2 separate regions of the Sus scrofa genome follow, and region 2 is linked to region 1. The links are chromatin contacts, called in public HiChIP or PLAC-seq maps. All regions are on one chromosome and are shown on one strand. Each heading gives the region's core, a stretch centred on a gene start, on an enhancer-like site or on the middle of the called end of the contact. The rest is flanking DNA. Distances are from core to core; before and after follow the strand shown.

Region 1 (2,966 bases), core at 403-2,902:
AAAAATTCAACTTTACCACTACCCTTACACTGGGGATATTAACCCATAACCTAGATTGGCTGCCAAGTAAGAATACTAAACAGATAGAGATCTAGGGAATTCAGAAACCAAAGCACCTAAAAATTGGTTCTGTTGCACATGGATGTGCAGAGTTTGATTATTACTGTTAGTGGAAATATTTTAAAACACACACACAAGGATATACTGAAAATGGACTGAACAGAGGTGAATATGAAAGCAATGTACCCGGAAGCACAACTTTTCTAGATCAGTGACTACTGCCAAGGTCACAAACCAAAGGAGGATTTTTTTTTTTTTTTTCATGGAAGATGCAATAATATCAAGAGTGCACAGTGTACTCAAAAAGAATCTGATTTCGGGAGTTCCCGTCTTGGCGCAATGAAAACAAATCCAACTAGGAACCATGAGGTTGCGGGTTCAGTCCCTGGCCTCGCTCAGTGGGTTAAGGATCCGGTGCTGCCATGAGCTGTGGTGTAGGTTGCAGACACCGCTCGGATCCTGCGTTGCTGTGGCTGTGGCCAGTAGCTGTAGTTCCGATTTGACGCCCTAGCCTGGGAAACTCCATATGCCCTGGGTGTGGCACTCAAAAGCAAATAAATAAATAACAGCTTTAAAAAAAAAAAGAATTTGATTTCCTTTGTGACCCAAAGTAAAAAGGCATTTTCATCTTCCTTGTCTGTCTTAGGATTGTATGTCTTTTTCCCCCTCCCTCGAGCACATTCATAATAACAAATTGAACTTTAAAAGCTCTAGAGAAAATGAATTAACCACTCACTTTAAGGGCTCAGGAGACAGTTTTGTGCCTGAAAGGTTGATTTGCATCAGAGCCAGAGAACTGCTGAAAAACTGCTTGAAAGATGGGGGGACTTCTTTTCCTTTCCTGAAAAATAAAACATGCGAGTCACATTGGCAGTTAAACTCAGCTCAGCACCACACTTCCAAACTAGCAAAGTTACTCACTGGTAATTCAGATATTGTGAAATACCCCATGAATGGATTGTAGCTTCAGTAGAAATTTAAAGGTTAAAAAGAAACAAAATGTCTGATCATTACAAAAATTAATTCAATGTACTCTGAAAAATGGGTAAGCGGTTAAGAAACCTCATTGTCTTTAAATCATTTGATCCCTATTCTTTGCAGTCAAGAAATTCATTGTGTTCTATCCTAGATCTTAGAAAACTCAGCTTCTCTCACCATTTTATCGCCTTCACTTTACACTCTCTGATCTTATCCTATTGAGGTATTTGTGGCGTATGTTCATTATGGTGAAGATTTACGTCTCTGTTGACGTAAAAGACCAAGAGTACGTTCAAATACAGAATAACTCATTTGAGGCATAATTGTAGAATAAAGCATGCCGAGTTCTGAATTTTCCAAGAAAGTGACTGCTTTTCCTTTGAAAACGTAAAGCTTTTAAAATGCAAACCAGTTTAAAAAAAAAAAAAAAGTGATATTCCTAAGATGAAGCAATTCTCCTTGTTTTTAGAGACGCATGTAATGAGTAAAATATGACTTGTGACCTGTGGTAATGATTATGAGCATTAAGTGTTGAGTTGTATGACTATGGCCCCCGAATGCCTTACTCATATAACCCACATACTTCCACATTCTCGCGTGCTCAGTTGCTGCTGGGTGTGAATACTTGTTGCTTGTAATCTACCGCCTGCTTGTGCAATCAACTCTAAGTCAGGAAGGGACAAGTAAGGTACTTAGGCTGACCTTCCACTTCTGCAAATTAAAGTGTCTGCGCTTTGGAATGACTATTCTCTTTATTTCCCTGATGGCTGATACTTACCGTCAAAGTGCATTACTGAGACACACCTACAGAAGTTTCTGAAAGTTATAGTAAGTCATACAGTCTCTTTCTATATTAAGAGAGAAGGCCTGTCCACCTATGAGAAATAGTACTTTATTATCTAGTTCATATAGGCAGGCTGGAGTTATTGATGGAAGACAGACCCGGGGTGAAAAGAAGCATAAAAAACTTGAACCTTCAAGGTCTAATATTCATAGATCACGGTCTAAGACCATCTCCTTCTCTCATGCACAATGAGCACCCTTTATCACCATTTTCATCTCACTATCACTTTCCCTGAGAGAAAGACCCTCCTAGATGATAATGATAATGCAGGAATGAATCCATACCGATGAGAAAAGACTGTTCTGGAGAGATTGAGCACAGCTAAATATTGAAGGCAGCCACGAAGAAGAGCTCCACAGACCTGAGAAAGAAACGAAGCACTCTCATTTTCAAATATTTCTAGAACTAAGAGAATATTTTATTGGGGAGCAAGCCCATTCTTTCCCAGCTAAGTAGCTGTTCTGAGACACAACCCCCCACTCATAACAATGTATAAAAATACATATGTTACCATGTCCAGGGAACATTCTGTATTGGATAAATCCAGATGAGCAATGGCATTTGGCTGAGCCAAAAAACTGTACATGGACTTGAAATAAAAAACAAAAAGCAAATATATTAGGATCCAGAAACACACATGCACACACACACATGCGAGCACACCGTGCAGGTTAATTTATAGAAGAAAATTGCCCCAATTCCTCCAGGATCATTTTCTCCTCTTCCCAAGAGGACATGCAGAATTTTCTGTCATTCCATTATCTTCCCTGAGAGCAAAAATCCAAAAACTATTTTAAATTATGTGTAAGTTTAAAAAAGGCCAAATGGAGCCTTGGCTACCCAACCCCTTTTTTGTCACACATGACTTCATTTTCCTGATTAGCTCCATTTTTATTGTACAATTTTGAAACAGTGCTAATTAATTTTAACTGCTGAGATCGAAAAACCACCTGAATTACAGTCACCCTATCAAAATGCTAATCACCTTTGCAAGTATTCAAGGAGCCACTAATTTGAATTTTAACCACAAGATAGTGGTCTCAGGCTACACACTCTTCAGTTCAACAAAATAATTTTTCTACCT
Region 2 (2,962 bases), core at 433-2,932, 110 kb before region 1:
TCCAGGTTGGGCTCCACTGATCTAAAAGCAGTGGAAACCTTTCTGACCTCAAGGTACAAACCAGGTAGACGGGGGCCTGAAATGGGCAGGGACTTCCTTGCCACTGAAGCAGAAGGCACAAGACGCAGATCTCCTGTTTAGAAGACAAATATAGATAAACTGCTCTGAATTCATTTTTCAAAAATCTGAGGGTGGGATGGGTTTGTGACGGCAAAGACGAGGAAGATGAGACGCCACTGTCTTAGGGCAGGAGCTGTGGCTGATGAAGTGGGGGAGTCAGCCCCTGCTTTATGGAGCAGAAAGCCCACATAAGAATGAGGCATTTAGGAGTTCCCATTGTAGCTCGGCGGGTTATGAACCCGACTAGCATTCATAAGGATGCAGGTTTGATCCCTGGCCCCACTCAGTGGGTCAATAAGGATCTGGCGTTGCCATGAGCTGTGGTGTAGGTCACAGACACAGCTCAGATCCTGCATTGCTGTGGTGTGGGCCAGCAGCTGTAGCTCTGATTCGACCCCCAGCCTGGGACCTTCCATATGTTGCACCCATGGCCCTTTTTAAAACAAAAAAAGAAGGAGCATTTAGATACAAAAAAGATAAGTCTGGTGTTGGCTTAATGATACCTAATAGTTCTATTGGCAAAGATGATCTACATCTACCTCCCATCTAAAAAAACAAAAGTTGAAGTGGGTGAGTAGACCAGGAGGCACAACGACTCCTGAGAGTCGGCCCTCCAACCTCTCCTTCCCAGCTCAACCTGCGCTTCTGACAAACCTAAAAGCAAATAGTGGCTGCCAGGTCCAAGCTTTAAGTTGTTTTGGATGAAAGAGGAGAGATTATTTGAAACACAGCTGAGCTCTGACACATTCACAATCTGCCACAGCCACACCCCCGCCAGGAGCACGGCAGTGTCAGAGGGGAGCAGTGAACACAGCAGGAATGCAGGGGCATTTCTCAGCAAGTGTACACATGTTCCACTTTCACCAGTGGAGGGTGCAGAACGGGTCTCAGAAGAAATGTGTACACGAGTGCTACACCAAGAGTGGGCAATTCTCTGCCACCATTATGCAAAACTGATTCCCAAGGAAAGGAAGCCCCGAGCCACGGGCTGCACGTGGAGCCCCCTCTGAGCCTTGGACAAGAGTCTGCAGGGCCAGGGACGAGCCTTGAATAGCCAGCCCACACCAGCAGGGGGCGCTACTGCCCCTGACCCCAGGCTGTCCAGAGGCTGTGCCTAAGCAGTCCTCAAATGCACAGTGCCTGGCCTCGCCTTTTATGGCTTCTTGGAATGTGGAGTCCTCCGGAACTGTGCTCACACACAAAAGATAAGGTGGAGCATTTAAACAGAGCTAGAAGGAAGGTGAGATAAGCAAGGCACTCAGGGCGCATTGAAGGAGGAACTGTCTCTCAGGCTCTGGCAGCTACGGGGCTGGCATCTGAGAGTAAGAGCCTCCTTAAATGATGTAGGTGTCTTACTTGGCTACACTTAAAATATAATCCTAGGAGTTGTCTTCCCTTTTTCCTTCTAGGCTTTCTGAGGTAGTTATAAATCTCCCAAATGCCTATGCAGAATGAGGATATAATAACCTAATGTCAATAACCAGAATGAGGATATGATAACCTCATTATAGGGGCCACAGAAGAAAAGATGTGGCTGCTAAGCTTTCAATACCTTTAGTTAGTCTCCTTTGTTAATAAATAATAAGTGCCGGAGCTCCCGTCATGGCTCAGTGGTAACGAAGCTGGCTAGTATCCATGAGGATGCAGGTTTGATCCCTGGCCTCGCTCAGGGGGTTAAGGATCCTGCATTGCTGTGGCTGTGGCGTAGGCCGGCAGCTACGGCTCTGATTTGACCCCTGGCCTGGAAACTTCCACAGGCTGCCAGTGCGGCCCTAAAAAGACAAAAAGAAATACATAAATGAAATAAAATAATAAGTGCCATACTTTCATTTTTACAGCTCTTTAAATACATCTACGTAAAAGTGAATAGTGTGAAGAGGAAAGTGAAGACAACATAATTTTTTTTTATCAATAGTATATTAACTTCTGGTATTATGTTGATAGTTTATAGAGAACACAGTCATATAATTTAGGGAGAAGTATCCTAAAATGAATTTATGAAAAACTTACTATTTTATTGTGCTGATGGAACACCCTTGACTGATTTCAAGTGTTAAAGCCTAAGGATTTTTTATTATCGTTGTTTTAAATAGACACTAGATGGCGCTCAAAGATTTTAAGTCGAACAAATAAAACTTAAATCCTAAGAATTTTGTCACCATGAGCCAATTTATTTATCAAATCCAAAGCACGTGGAAGAAACCCTCCGGCACTGCTCATCTCTCTATCCAAAGGCATCAGTGGAAACAGTGATAAAATAAACAGCTCATTAGTGAAAACAGTGCATTCCTGGTTGTAAAGAAATTCTCTAAAAACAGATTAAAATATAAACATTTCTTTGGCCGTCTGACTCATCAATGACATAGTCGCAGTATTTATTCAAAATTCTGACCAGCAAAGGCCACATCATGTCTCCCTTGTTGAATTATCAGAACGTAGTCTTACCCCCTCCACTCTTCCCTGAGAGCTAAAGTCAGGAGGGCTCTGAGACTAGGAAAATGGTACTGGTGGAAGAACTATAGTGAATAGCTGTCAAATCAAAAGGGATGCAGGATTTCATGAAAAAAAAAAAAAAAAAAAAAAGAATTAGTCATTTAGAAGTAATATAAAACAGCCCTCCGTGTCCCGGTATACAGTTTACCATGTACTTTCCGAAAATCAAGGGGGATGAACTATTTTATTCTGACACTTAGATAAAATCGATGTGCAACTTCCCTTTCATTGAGGAACCCAGTTTTACAGACATAAAAGCTCAAGCGAATGCACAGAAACCAAAGCCTGGCTTCATTACGTTAATCTTAGTGATCACAATAAGGATACCATCCTCAAGGAGCTACAGAAA

Evidence for each region. HiChIP or PLAC-seq counts read pairs in DNA pulled down with a chosen protein or histone mark.
Region 2: a contact with region 1 is called in an H3K27ac HiChIP or PLAC-seq map of alveolar macrophages. The contact joins two enhancer-like sites. A contact is called at or near these places in 7 of 47 Hi-C or Micro-C datasets (alveolar macrophages, embryonic fibroblasts, fibroblasts and 4 more) and 1 of 2 datasets of contacts at active chromatin or transcription factors (alveolar macrophages).

The regions. Positions count from the first base shown.
Region 1 is chr7:20,229,782-20,232,747 of Sscrofa11.1, reverse strand. It overlaps CARMIL1 (F-actin-uncapping protein LRRC16A), which reads right to left. Exons shown (of 37, transcript XM_013977486.2): 14 at 2,394-2,471; 15 at 2,167-2,243; 16 at 797-901. Among named protein-coding and RNA genes, the nearest start is that of SCGN, 160 kb to the left of the region's middle. Within about 2 kb of position 1,652, at least 3 of the 83 cell types and tissues checked have an H3K27ac peak or open chromatin away from gene starts, as enhancers often do. A contact at or near this core is called in alveolar macrophages, where this site is marked.
Region 2 is chr7:20,335,186-20,338,147 of Sscrofa11.1, reverse strand. The region is part of intron 33 of CARMIL1 (F-actin-uncapping protein LRRC16A); the gene reads right to left. Among named protein-coding and RNA genes, the nearest start is that of SCGN, 53 kb to the left of the region's middle. Within about 2 kb of position 1,682, at least 21 of the 83 cell types and tissues checked have an H3K27ac peak or open chromatin away from gene starts, as enhancers often do. A contact at or near this core is called in alveolar macrophages, where this site is marked.